Regions from separate parts of the Macaca mulatta genome. Here region 2 is linked to region 1. The links are chromatin contacts, called in public Hi-C maps. All regions are on one chromosome and are shown on one strand. The core of a region is the stretch at or near the end of the contact, and the rest is flanking DNA. Distances in the headings are between cores, read along the strand shown. Region 1 holds the start of ARMC12 (armadillo repeat containing 12). Region 2 holds the start of RPL10A (ribosomal protein L10a).

What was found. Hi-C and Micro-C count contacts between places; a contact is called where the count stands out from the background.
Region 2: a Hi-C map of CD4 T cells shows a contact between it and region 1, with 4 times the contacts expected there. The contact joins the promoter of RPL10A here to the promoter of ARMC12 in region 1. A contact is called at or near these places in 2 of 14 Hi-C or Micro-C datasets (CD4 T cells and fetal cortex germinal zone).

The regions. Positions count from the first base shown.
Region 1 is chr4:146,534,112-146,541,613 of T2T-MMU8v2.0, forward strand. ARMC12 (armadillo repeat containing 12) reads right to left here and starts at 2,154. Exons shown (of 8, transcript XM_078000291.1): 1 at 1,409-2,154; 2 at 1-999. FKBP5 (FKBP prolyl isomerase 5) reads left to right here and starts at 3,970. Exons shown (of 13, transcript XM_078000277.1): 1 at 3,970-4,039.
Region 2 is chr4:146,807,141-146,813,768 of T2T-MMU8v2.0, forward strand. It overlaps RPL10A (ribosomal protein L10a), which reads right to left and starts at 2,320. Exons shown (of 6, transcript NM_001266226.1): 1 at 2,285-2,320; 2 at 1,851-1,925; 3 at 1,690-1,770; 4 at 1,188-1,336; 5 at 99-271. The coding sequence starts at 2,289. FANCE (FA complementation group E) reads right to left here. Exons shown (of 10, transcript XM_001116683.5): 9 at 5,289-5,414; 10 at 3,638-4,507. The coding sequence ends at 4,406.

The DNA of each region.
Region 1 (7,502 bases), core at 904-3,403:
GCTCCAAACTAGGGTGACGCCCACGGCCAGTGCTGAGCATGCTGCACCAGAACAGGTGTTCACCCACCTGGCCCTGAGCCCTTTTCTGGGAGAACGGGGACAGAAGGCTCTGAGTCCTGGGCTGCACCCAGGATGGAAGGAGGTAGAGAAACAGGCAAACAGCATATCCAATGATGCCATGGCCAGCCAGGCCTGCCCACTCAGAGCCTTGGCCCAGTACACCCTAGGCGGCAGGCGGGGAACAAGCAACACTCCTGGGTGGCCATTCTCTTCCTGTCCTCATCCTCCTCAAGGGTCATTCCTGGCACTCCACTCAGCCCCAAGGTGGATGACTGCATGAACTCCCTAGGGTGAGGGGTGAGTAGAAGCCCACGAAGCCCCCCTACTGCCATGCAACCCCATCGCATCTCCACTGAACTCTGGGCAGAAAACGGCTGCCTGATGGGAGCTGTTATTTAGGTTCCAAGACTACTTTGGTGGCTCTGAGAATAAATTCTTCAAGGCAATGTCCTTGCTCTGCCCTTCTCCAGGGTGGGACCCAGAGTTACTGGCCCCTCCATCCCATGGAGCTGATTCTGCAACCCTCACTTCCTAAGCACATGTAAGGCTCACCTGTTCTTTAAAGACCTGCAAAAAGTGTTCTTTCTTGGCTGCAACCTAACTCCCTCCTGCCACACCTAAGGCCCATTTCTTCTGGTTCTGCCCTCAAATGATTCAGAGAGATTAGAGGCAGAGTTATTCCTAGAGTGACATTTTTACTAGTCCACAGTACAACAAAAAAAGACAATGGAATATCTATTTGTTGGCATAAAGTCCATTGACCATCTTTTCTTGGGAATAATTGTTTTCCTTCTTCTTCTTTTTTTTTTTTTTTTTTCTCTTTTTTGAGACGGGGTCTCACTCTCTCACCCAGGTTGGAGCTCAGTGGTGTGATATTGGTTCACTGCAACCTCTGCCTCCCAGACTCAAGCAATCCTCTGGCCTCAGCCTTCCAAGTAGCTGGGACTACAGGCATGCGCCACCACACCGGGCTAATTTTTTGTATTTTTGGTAGAGACAGGGTTTTGCCATGTTGCCCAGTCTGGTCTCGAACAGCTGAGCTTAGGCAATCCATCCGCCTTGGCCTCCCAAAGTGCTGGAATTACAGGCATGAGCCACCGTGCCTGGCTGGGACTAACAGATTCAGATGATGTCATTCCTATTTTGAGAATTAAAATGTATTTATTAGGTCAGGCGTGGTGGCTCACACTTGTAGTCTCAGCACTTTGGGAGGCTGAGGTGAGTGGATCTCTTGAGCCCAGGAGTTTCGAGCCTGGCCTGGGCTCAAGCAAAACCCCCACTCTACAAAAAATACAAAAATTAGTTCAGCATGGTGGTGCATCTCTGTAGTCCCAGCTACTCTGGAGGCTGAGGCGGCAGGACTGCCTGAACCTGGGAGGCAGAGGTTGCAGTGAGTTGAGATCACACTACTGCACTCCAGCCTGGGTGACAGAGCCAGACTCTGTCTCAAAAAAACAGAAGTATTTTCTTTAATGATGGTGATAATAGATGGTAGGTACGTTCTGTGTGCTCTTAGGGAGCATAAATTAAAAGCTGCAGCTCTTTATGGGAACCTGGCTTTCACTTGTTTTCTTGCTTTTTCTGTCAAATCCAGAAATCTGGAACCACTGGTTAAAGAGAAGTCTGACAGCCAAAATACACACAGCCAGCTGTGAGTTACTTACCTGCCTTACCCAGGAAAAGGACATGGGCTGCTCAAGCACACACCTCTTTGCCATCTATGCCAGCATTTTTACCTTCAAGGCCGATGTTCTCATCATGTTAAGTACATTTGAGTTTAGTAAATAAGTACGGGTTCTAGCCAGGGTTCAAAACCAGTTCAGGGCAGGGCGCGGTGGCTCAAGCCTGTAATCCCAGCACTTTGGGAGTCGGAGACAGGCAGATCACAAGGTCAGAGTGGCCAGCCTGGCCAACATGGGGAAACCGCGTCTCTACTAAAAAATACAAAAATTAGCTGGTGATGTGTACCTGTAATCCCAGCTACTCAGGAGGCTGAGGCAGAACTGCTTGAACCCACGAGGCGGAGGTTGCAGTGAATCGAGATCGCACCACTGCACTCCATCCTGGCAACAGAGGGAGACTCCGTCTCAAAACCAGTTTAGTCACGGATTTAGCTTTGTGGTCTCCTTGTGCCTCATTTTCCCCACCTGTAAAATAGAAACAATAAGACTTACTTCATGGGATTGCGAGGATTAAGTAAAGCACTTGGAACAGTGCCCAGCACACAGAGCTCAACAAATGTTGACTATAATCCTAATTATCTCCGCAGGTTTCACCTGGACAACATGTGGGGTGTGGGCAGGCAGTGAGAACACAGACGGTAGCCCTCAATGCATCCCAGCCTGAAAAGCACATGAGTCAGCCCTTCCTTCCACTTACCCACTACCTCTCACGCTAGTCGTTGTCTTTTTTTTTTTTTTGATACGAGTCTGGCTCTGTCTCCCAGGTTGCAGTGCAGTGGCGCCATCTCGGCTCACTGCAAACTCGGCCTCCCAGGTTCGAGCAATTCTTGTGCCTCAGCTTGCCGAGTAGCTGGAACTACAGGCGTGCACCACCGCGCCTGGTTAATTTTTGTATTTTTAGTGGATTGGATTTCACCATTTCGGCCAGGCTGGTCCCGAACTCCTGCTCTCAGGTGATCTGCCTGCCTCGGCCTCTCAAAGTGCTGGGATTACAGGCATAAACCACCACACCAGACCTCCCTGGTCTTCTTAAAGTGAATCAATCCGAATTCCTGTAATCCATGTAACTGCTTTGAGTGACTCTGGAACCCTCTTTGAAGCCCCCACAAATACCTAAAAGAGGAGCAGGAGCGCTACAACACATTCCCCTAAACTGTGTTTCTAAGAACCATCCAACTACCTGTGGAACCCTAAGGCCCCTTCCTCATCTCTTTACCAATATCCTGGCAATGGTTGTTTGAGCCTAGTTAATGACAGAAGCTCCAGCCAGATGCTGTTGGGGGTCCTCTACGAAAAGACACCGCCATTCCCGAGGGTGATACTGCAGCGGCCCAGTACTTGTGCGCATAGAAGCTAAGGGGAAATTGCCCTACCCTAAACTCCAGTGAAAAGCCCTTTGCAGTCCGACAGGCTTGCATTCACATCCCAGCAGTGTGGGGTTTGGACAAATTCCATAATCTGAGTCTGTTTCCTCTTCTAGAACGCGAGTCTATGAATTCCTGTCTACTGCCTGGAAGTGCCGCTGTCAGGACTGACTAAGATAATGTGTGTACTTTCGGTGCACAGGGGACGCTCAACACGTGCGAGCTTCCCTTGCAGAAAACCAAGAGATGAAAGGCTGGGGGCCGCCCCTGCCTTGACGTGCATCCCATACTCTCCGAGATCATCTCTCCCCAGCTAGCGCTTACTCCTGCCCAGGAACCAGATCCTGGGGCCTCCGGGTAGCTCCGGCTAAGGCGCGGGAAGCAGAGGGGGCCAGCGCCCCCAGAGGAGGAGGTTGGGGGGGAAGGAGGCCGCGCCTTTCCCCGCCCCGGGCCTCCCCCCGTCTTGCTCTCCCTCCCCGGACTACCTCCTCCCCCCGCGCGCATCCGGCGACGGGCACAGGATGTTCTTTCGCTCCCGTCCCCGCTCCGCCCCCGCTCTCACTTTCTCTTCGCTCCCCTCCCCCACTCGCGCCGCGCCCGGCGCCGGCACCTAATTTAACTCTTTCTCTCCCGCGCTCGTTGGCGCCTGTGCGCCTCCTGGGCGGGGGTCCCATCCTTCCCGCCCGCCCCCCAGGACGTGGAGCGAGGGGGCTGACCGGGAAGGGGCGGGCCTGAGCTGAGCGCTGGGCCCAGGTTCTCAGGATCCTTTAGCCCGCAGCTGGTGGAGAGGGCTCACCGGGATCCGGCACTCTAGAACCCCCGCTAGTTCACCCGGGTAAGGGTGGGGGTGGAGATGGGTACCCACACTCGAGACAGCTGCGCGCCCAAGAAAGGCGGCCAGGCGGGCTTAGATGCTGGCCCGGCGGGGGGCGAGTAGGGTCAAGGGCCACCAACCTCATCCTCCCCCCAGGTTCGGATGCGGAGGGGCCCAGGGCACCAGCAGAGGATGGAGAGAGGCCACGCCCCTCGGCGACGTCACTGATGTCAAGGCAACCGGGGGCGGGACGGTGGGCTACTGAAGGGCAGACCTCAGGGAATTGAGGCTGCCGGTGGCTCTGGGACGGGGTGGGGGTGGGGGTGGGGGCGCAGCAGGGGCGGGCTTTTCAATTTGCTTCAGTCAATGATGTCCAAAAAACGGAGTGAGGGTCAGCTTCTGTTCGCTCTTTGATTCAACAGGCATTTATTGAGCGTTATGCTTGGGGCTGTGCTTAGGCACTGGGATATTGCGTGCCATCCGAACCCTGCCAGTTGTTGTGAACTACGGTAGGGTGGCTCTGCGTCCCTGGAACGGACGTAATTATTAACAGTGCCCCTTTTCAAGTTTAAAGTGTCCCAGTATGGGCAGTAGTTAAGGAACACCTTTCTCCCAATTCAGAAAAGGCTCCAACCATACGGGGAAGGAATATAAACTATTGGGTACAACAGGCACTTTCCTGGTGCTTTGTATTCTCTGTAATTTTTGCCCCTCATTCTGCAAAACGAGTGTCACTAGCGGCTTTTACAGACGAAGAAACTGGCTCAGAGAGGTTAAGAGACTTACCCAGGGCCAAACAGCTAAGTGTTGGAACCAGGATCCAGACCCAAGTTTTATGTGCCCTCCAAAGTATTTCGTGCCTGCTTCTCAAAATAAGTAGATGATGTCAAATAAATAAAAGACACTGTCCCTGCCATTAAAAAGCCTACAGCCTATGGGAGAAGAGGTTTAAAATACTGCAGGACATAACTAAGCAATAAAACATAAAAAAGATTAGGTGGGGCACGGTAGCTCACTCCTGTAATCCCAGCACTTTGGGAGGCTGAGGCGGGTGGATCACCTGAGGTCAGGAGTTTGAGACCAGCCTGACCAATATGGTGAAACCCCGTCTCTACTAAAAATGCAAATATTAGCTGGGCGTGGTGGTGTTCAACTGAAGTCCCAGCTACTCGGGAGGCTCAGATAGGAGAATTGCTTGAACTGGGGAGGCAGAGGTTGCAATGAGCCGAGATCGCCCCACTGCACTCCACCCTGGGCGACAGAGCAAGACTCAATCTCAAAAAAAGAAAAAAAAAGGAAAAGATTAAAGGCAGCTCACAGGCTCAGAGGGAAGCCACTAGTTATGCCACTCTCCTTTCCACATTCTGCCCTCCTCTGTGGTTTTGTCTCTTACTGAACAGGGACTCCTAGCAGGCATCTGCCCTCATTCTGCTCTGCACCCAAGGTTTTGCAGTTGGTATTTGCCACAACCTTCCTGATATTAACTTGGATGTCGGCCTCTCCCTTCCCCACCAGCTCCCCACCTCCAGCCACCTAAGATTTTGGGGAAATGAAAAACAGTGGCCCTTCAAAACAAAAGGGCCCCAGTGAGCATTGGGAAGCCAATAGGCTTGATGGGACTGGGGAGACCAAGGCAGGAGAGAGAATTGGAACGGTGGAAAGGGAACACCACCAAATGGATGGGTCACTTGAGGAACATTTGCTGCCCTCCTGCTGTGCAGGAGGCACTGCACTCAACCCTGTGGCCTGGACATGCCATGAGTGAATTCAGGTCCCATCTCACAGAGAATACACAGCTTAGCTAGTGTACTCACTGTGCTTGGTTGAGGAGTCTGAAGTTGATAACATACACAATAAATGATGTTTGAGAAAGATTATTCCAGCAGGGTGTGTAGGAGGAAGGAAAAAGAAAGGACAGTGTAGCAGCTGCTGTGAGAATTTGGGCCAAAGGTGGAATCTATGGGGCTGGAGGGGAAAGGGTGAAGGAGAAAAGTAATGAACAAACAATATATTTTGAAATAAAAGCAACAAAGGGAAGAATTTGATAAGATATCAGACATAAGGATGATGAAGGAGAGAAAGTAGTTAAACATTAATCTACCTTTGCAGTGAGTTTCAGGACTGGGAGGGTCATGGTGGGCAATGGGGAGGAGCTGGTGTGAGGGACATGAATATGAGTTCAGTCACTTCTAGGCCATGTAAGGGCAGGTGTCCCGTAGGTGACTGGACTTGGAGATAGGGAAGTCCAGAAGAGCAGTGGGCTGCTGTCTGAGAGTGTCCCTGTCATAGCCTCGAGCAATCACTGACCTGGGATCACGGACAGATTTCAAGCATCAGGAAGAAGGTGGGAGTAGATGGCAGTGAAGGTGCCTCCCAACTGGGAGATGCAGTGTGCATTGGCTGGGTGAGAGCCTGTGTGGGAAGTGTGATGTATGTATGGGAAGGGGGTCCACGGCTCAGGCCTGTGTTGGCATCTTTAGCCACAGAGGGTGCCAGAGATGCCATCAGATGGCAGGAGGCCCAGGTAAGGCACTTCAGCAGCCTGAGGTCCCTCCCCTAGGCCCACCCTCAAAGGCCCTGGAGCCCAGGCCTATGCTGCCTGCCAGGGCCTTTCCCGGAACCACTCCTCCCCGCCTGCCCTGGCACTCTCCAGGCACAAAGCATCCCTCAGGGCACTGCGCAGCACCCCAGGAAGCTGGGACGTGGGGCAGGTCCCCATCCCCAGGAAGAGCCCTGCTCTGGGCTGCTGTCATCATCACAATGGCCCCACAAGATGCCAGGACACAGCATAGGGACAGCATAAGTCCCCAGTGGGGACCCCAAATGGGACCCCATTTCCCCTGCATAGAGGTGGAAGGAGGAGGTTTGTGGCTAGGTGGCAGGATTCCTGGGTCTTTATTGTGGTTTGGGGGTGGGGGCAGAAAAGCAGGGTCTCAGGCTTCAAAACACCACACCACCTGCCTGTTCCTCCCTCCGAGGAGGAAATCTTCAGGGGCCTTGTGGTTTTGAGGGGAGGGGGCAGGAAGAGACTCTGAACTCTGGGTCAGCTGAGGACAGAGATAGGGGAGATCCTCTTGCCCTATGTCCCACTTTTCTTCTAGGATCCTCTTCCTCGGCTCCCTACTCCGCCACTACCCCAGAACAAACTCCTACCTCTGTTTGCAACTAAGAGTTACATCCCCCATGCCAAGACCTTCCGAGGCGTCCCAGAGGGGTGAGGTTTGGGGAAAACAGAACATGTACACAGCAGCTGTGTGCCTGGCCACACCTGTCGGGTGGGGTGAGGAGAGTGCTCCTCCCAGGTGGGCAGAGCCTGCTGCGCTCAGGCTGGGGGCTGGGAGACGCTTTAATACAGGGGCTAGATGGCAGAGAGATGCGCGAACCGGCCACGTGGAGGTCCAGCGCGGTAGGCTCGGGCGCAAGCAGAGGAGCGGGCCGTACGCTCGCCCCTCCCGTTCCAGGGAGCCGCCGAGTGCCGGGTCGTCGCTGACCGCAGGCTGCAAGAGCGGTTGATCTGGTGAGCGAGCACACCCACTTACCCAGCTGCTGAGTCAGGCTGTTCTCGCTCGCGCTCGCCCGCCC
Region 2 (6,628 bases), core at 1,070-3,569, 270 kb after region 1:
AATCCTGGTGGGTGCTCTCACTGGCATATTTAGAGACTTGGGTAAGTTTTAGACCCCGCCAACACCTTCACCCACAGCAACCCACCAGACCCCCTCACCTTCTTCATTTGGAACTTGATTGTGGACTTCACCTCATCCACTTTGGCCACCATGTTTTCGTTGTGTGTGAGCAGGGAAGGGAACTTTCCTGCCTTATTTAGGCCTGGGCCGAGGATTCGTGGAATCTGCTTGATCAGAGACTCTGAGGCCAAAAACGCATCATACTTCTTGGCTGGTAAAGACAGGAAGCCATTGGCATTGCTTAGGACCTGGTCACCAAGGCACACCTCAAATGTGGCAGGCCAGAAACGCACTTGTATCAACCACGTGACATCCAAGCAGCACCCTCTCTACCCCCGCCTCAGTCTTTTCCCCCGCCTAAAAGGTTTCCAGAAAGTCCTCTGGACCTTCACTGGTCCCAAAACATGCTCTCAGAAAATCAGGCTGACCCATGATCCATGGCATAACCGCTGTACAACGGATGCCCCAGTCAAGACTGCCAGGGCTCAGGCCGGATGCGGTGGCTCACGCCTGTAATCCCAGCACTTTGGGTGGATCACGAGGTCAGGAGATTGAGACCATCCTGGCTAACACGGTGAAACCCCGTCTCTACTAAAACTACAAAAAAAAAATTAGCCAGGTGTAGTGGCAGGTGCCTGTAGTCCTAGCTACTCGGGAGGCTGAGGAGGGAGAATGGTGTGAACCCGGGAGGCGGAGCTTGCAGTGAGCCGAGATCGCACCAGCCCGTCTCAAAAAATAACTAAAAAAAAGACTGCCTTGGCTTGAATTGTGCCTATTTCTTAGCGGTGGACCCTGGACACGTGACAACTGGCAATGTCTGCTTCCTACCTGTGAAAGCAGTCTAATGCCACTGCCTAAACAACGCAGAATAAGATTTCCAAATCATACCTCACCAGCACCTGGCTGGGTCAACTTACAATACTTGGCCTTCCTCATCAACTGGAATCCTCATAGCAAATACAAACATCAAACCACCCCAAAGCTAAAACAGCACTCAGGCCAGCTAGGCAACCACCGCCGCATTTGCTAGTCTAGCCCCCTCATCATTAAAAATCGAAATGGCAGGAAAGCCTTTCTAGCGCCTCCACCCCACATCTCACATGCAAAACCACAGCGGCCGGACTCACCTAGTTTCTTGACCAGTTTTTTATTCTTGTTGAGTTTTTTCAGCGCCTCGATGTCCATGTGGGGGATATCCACGGCCTTGGCCTCGTCACAGTGCTGCTGGTCCCCCAGGACACACACAGAGAACTTGGGGCGGGGAGTGGACTTAAGCCTGCGTTTTGGGGGACAGCACCAACAGGTTATGCCTAGCCCTGGGTCCCGAGGGCCGGTGAAGGGTGTGGGACCGCAGCAGCCACCGAGCCTTACCCGGAGCGTTCACATTCACCAGCAGCCAGCCTGGCTTGTCAGGCTGGCCGGCGGGCTCGGCCAAGGCCTCCCCACGCCTCCCCTCATGTTTTAAGACCCAGGGTGGGGGTCCGTCCAGCCGCGCCTGCCCGGAGCAGGGGGTCTGAACTACCCTAACACATCAGTACCGACGTGCCCGCCTCCGGCTCAGCGGGAGCCTGCAGGGGAGGGGCAGGCACGGGGGCACTGAGGGCTGGGTGGGATCAGAACGGTGCCAACCTGACGGTGCCTGAGAAGCGCTTGTCCTTCTGGGGGTCATAGTTCTTCAAGCTGATCTGCAACTCCACCGTCTCCAGGAACCTTCGAGAGAGGAGGGGGATTAAGCGTTAAGCACACGCCGGCCCTCACCACCCGCGCCCTGCCCCAGGGTCGGCACTCACTTGCGGCGCTTGCGCTGGTTCCCGTGCAGGACTTCCCGCACCGCCTCGTACAGGGTGTCGCGAGAGACTTTGCTGCTGCGTGAGAGAAGCGACAGCGCGCTCAGGGCCGCGGAGTCCACACGCTCAGACTGCTCAGAAGCCTCCGAGGCTCCAAGCTTCGAGACGGGCGGGCGGCCCACGGCGGACTCCCCAGTAGATTCCGGACACCAAGTAGAGCGACGGGAGCCCAGACCCAGACCCAAACCCCGGTGGAAGAGGGAGCCTCTCGGTGATCGGACCTGGTAGGAAGGGCGACCCGCAGGCCGACCCGCCTTGAGAAATGCCCCGCGGCGAAGGTGGCGCAAGGGCCCGCAGTTCGGTCTGCAGGAGCCGCATCCTTGGCGGGGCACCTGGAGGCGCGGATGAACGCAGATAGGGCTTTCAGGACCACTTACCTCATGGCTTCTCACGCCGCGCTAACCGGAAAAGAGACTAGTACAGTTTGCGCATGCGCTCTAATAGTGGCCCGATCTCGCGAGAATGCGTCGTTACTCGGTCCTACCCACACAGAGGTTGGGTGGGCCAACCCCGAGAAGCGCGGACTTCTCCGGCCGCTGGGAGTCGCTGGGCCGCTAGGCCGGCGCGGGAACCCACGGAGTTGTCGCAGCCCTGAGCGCCCCGCGGCCGCCGGTAATGTGCCGATTCGCGCCCGCTGTTGCTGGGCCCCTAGGGAAGCAGCTGCGTTCGGGGCTCGAGCTTCGGTAGGCACACATACTGGTACAGCCCAGTGATGTTCACTGACAGCGTGGATTCCGACATGCTTGTCCCTCAAACCCCTTTCCCCTCGCGCCCTCCGCATCAGCTTATGTTCTCAAAAGCAAGCCTTGTTCCTCGGCCAGACCTCCCTCCCTCAGCACCTTGCTCTAACGTGGACTCGTGGTAAGGGAAGCTTCCGGAAAGTTCTGTTCCTGGCCTCTCAGCGCCTGCAGAGGGAAGAGCTGGCAAAGTCCTAAAGTGAACTTTTACTTGATAATTTGATAACATCTACGTTTTAAGTGTGACTAGTATGAATAAGGCGTCTAGCCAGGTGCTACAGGAATACAAAGATGTAAAACAGGCACACAGCACAGCACACCCATTAAGGTGTCTTCTCTGCTCTTTCCTCTGTCCAGTGGGTCTCATCCTCTTAGCCCACTGTAACCCGAAGAGCCCTTCAGATCTCTCCTAGGGTTCATCTGCCCAAAACCCTTCCCTAACTCCAGACTGAGTCACTCCCACCTTTATGTTCATTCCCACCTATCCCCCTGCCTGGTGGGGGCAGCTCCTGTAGGATAGGGTGAGTGGTATTACACATTATTTGGCCCTTAGAAAGTGAGTAAGATACCCTTCACCCTTCCCCTCACCAGGAAAAATATGTTCCTTGTCACTGAGCAGGGAGGTGGAGGGGGTGGGGATGGGTTCAATACCCAGAATTCACAGGAAGGAAAGTACTGCTTCTAATAAGACATTAGTCAGGCGTGCTGGCTCACGCCTGTAATCCCAGCACTTTGGGAGGCAGGCGGATCACCTGAAGTCAAGAGTTTGAGACCAGCCTGGCCAATGTGGTGAAACCCCGTCTCTACTAAAAATACAAAAATGAGCAGGGTATGGTGGCAGGAGCTTGTAATCGCAGCTACTCAGGAGGCCAAGGCAGGAGAATCGCTTGAACTGGGGAGGTGGAGGTTGCAGTGAGCCGAGGTCACGCCACTGCACTCCAGCCTGGTGACAGAGTGAGACTCTGCCTCAAAAAAAAAAAAAAGAAAAAGACATTATTGAACTTGCTTTTTATTCAATACCATTGATAAATTCAAGTCAGAAACAAAAGCACAGAAGGTCATAACATACACGAGCACAAGAGCTTCATCTGAGCACACTGGTACCCTAGACCTCCTGGAGCATCCCATGTCCACTCTGGGTCGGCTTGACCCTACTGAGCCCTGTTGGAAAGTTTCTGTCCCTGCAGCCTGAGAATTGATGAGGAGTGTGCCTGGGGCCAGCAGTCTTTGAAAATATAGCTCTGGCCTGGTGTGGTGGCTCACACCTGTAAATCTCAACACTTTGGGATGCCAAGGCGGGAAGATCACTTGAGCTCAGGAGTTCAAGACCAGCCCTGACCAGCTTATTATCTACAAAATAAAAAAATTAGGTGGGGCACAGTGTCATGTGCATGTAGTCCCAGCTACTTGGGAGGCTTACATGGGAGGATTGAGCCTGGGAGGCAGAGGTTGCAGTGAGCCATGATCAATCGCACCACTGCACTCCAGCCTAGATGACAGAGCAATACCTTCTCTCAAAAACAAAAGAAAAGAAATGAAAAACAAAATATAGCTGAGCTTCCTTAGCCCAGGAGCCTCCCTGTTGGCTGGGAAGCCAGTATGCCCCTATGGAGCCTGGAACAGGGAGGCAGTTGGAATCTGGGATGGCCAGGCTCAGCCTTTATCCTCAGGCTAGGGCTCAAGACAGAAGGTGGTGAAGACAGAAATGCCCTTCAGGAAGCTGGTGATGGAGCACCAAGACGGTGGTCCCTTGGTGGATGGTCAGGAGCCCAAATGTTTCAAGGCGGCCTGCAGGGACTTCCTCAGGAAGGTAGTGTTAGGTTCTAGGGCCATAGCCAGGCCCAGCCTCTGGGTCTCAGTGATCTGCGGAGAAGGAAAAATCATGTCAGGACTCCAGCAGCTGATCCCTCCCCTCTCCCCACTACCCCAGGGTCTCTATTGAGGAAGGAGAGAGGAAGCCAGGAGGATGGAAGGAGGAGACTCCTGAGCAATCTAATCTCATTATTTCACCATAGTTAACTAGGTGGACCTGGAGCCAAATACTAGCTGCACAACTTACTAAGCCGGCCACATTAGTAATAGTTGACAATTATTGTGTGTTTACTATGTGGCAGCACTTTATATGCATCAATCCATATACAAACATACATACACATCATGTATATGCATTGCTGTATATAATCCTCAAAACCCTCCCATTTTACAGATGAGAAAACTGAGGTTCACAGACACTCTACTGTGTGACACCTGCCTTCCTTTTGGGCTACACTTTCTCTTTCTGCCCTGTTGCTACAACCTCCTGACAGGTCTCAGGCCCTAGATCTTCACCCTCCAATCCCACTCCTCACAGAAGCCAGATGCTTCTTAATAGTACAGATCTGACCAAGTTACTCCCAGGTTGAAGGCCCTTGAATGACTCCTGATGCCTCATATTGGAGGTCCTTCTGTTCGGATCTCCAGAGGATTCAGGAGCTCGCTGAAATTGTGCAACAGAAGCATGTTCATACTTCCATCTTTCTGGGAGGGTCTACATCAACCCCAGCACTCAGGGTTTTATCCCTGACATACATATTCATACACCCTTGTGGCAGGCCCAGGGCAGCCCTGCCAGCAGGACCAGCCCCATGGCCCTATCAGTACTCACGTTAGCCTGGTACTTGGTCATCACTGTCAGCATGAGCTTGGCATAGGCCATGGAGGTGGTGGCTGCCAATCCCTTTTTACAGAGCTTCTCCATTAAGACACTGAACTTATCAGGGGTCATCTCCACCTGCACACATTGGGAGATGGAGCAGTAATCACAAGAAGGGCTTGGGCTCTTCATTCAGCCAGTCCTGGATTCAATTCCTAACTCCACCACTTCCTAGCTGGGTGACCCTGGGCAGGTTACTTAACCAACCTAAACCTCCATTTCCACATCTGTAAAATGAGGCTCAGAATATCTAATGGAAGACTGTGAAAAGGATTAAATGAGATAATGCACATAAGACACGCACGTCTCAGAAAATGGTGGCTACCATTGCAAAGGCTCAGATTAGGACCAAGGGGAAGCCAAGGATCCCTTGTCTGGTTCAGTGGTTAAAGATATAAACGAGTCAGGGCCCAAGAGACACTGCCACCTTAATCTCCTGGCTCTTCATAATAATAATTTAGGCTGGGTGTGGTGGTTCACACCTGTAATCCCAGCACTTTGGGAGACCGAGGAGGGCAGATCACCTGAGGTCAGGACTTCGAGACCAACCTGGCCAACATGGTGAAATCCCATCTCTACTAAAAATACAAAAATTAGCTGGGCATGGTGGTGCGTGCCTGTAATCCCAGCTAATCAGGGGGCTGAGGCTGGAGAATCACTTGAACCCAGGAGGCGGAGGTTGCAGTGAGCCGAGATCACGCCACTGCACTCTAGCCTAGGTGATATAGTGAGACTCCGTCTCAAATAATAATAATAATAATTTAATAAACACTGTGCATCAGGTACCATTCTGAGTACTTTATACCAATTATCTCATTTAAACCTCACTCCAATCTTATGTGGTAGGTGCTATTAATATTCTGTCTCCCCTTCTGTAGACGAGGAAACTACAGGCATAAAGAAGTTAGGTCAGTTATCTAAGATATAAACAAATGAGGCAGAATTTTAGGTACTGATATGAAAAAAAATCACCAAAATATACTGTGAAGTAAAAAAAGCAAGGTACAGGGCAATGAGTTTGGTGTGTTGCAATTTCCATAAAAAGTAGGATGGATAGTAAGTGTAAACATGTTTCCACATATAGATGGTATCTCTGGGAGGGGGGGTTCCCCTGAAACCGGGGGACTCTGGATGGTTGGAGAAGAGAAGTAAGGGGAATATTTTTCACAGTATCCTTTTGAGCTTTTAAAATTTTCAACATATGGGCTGGGCATGGTGGCTCACGCTTATAATCCCAGCACTTTGGGAGGCCAAGGAGGGCAGATCACTTGAGCCCAGAAGTTCTGGCCTCA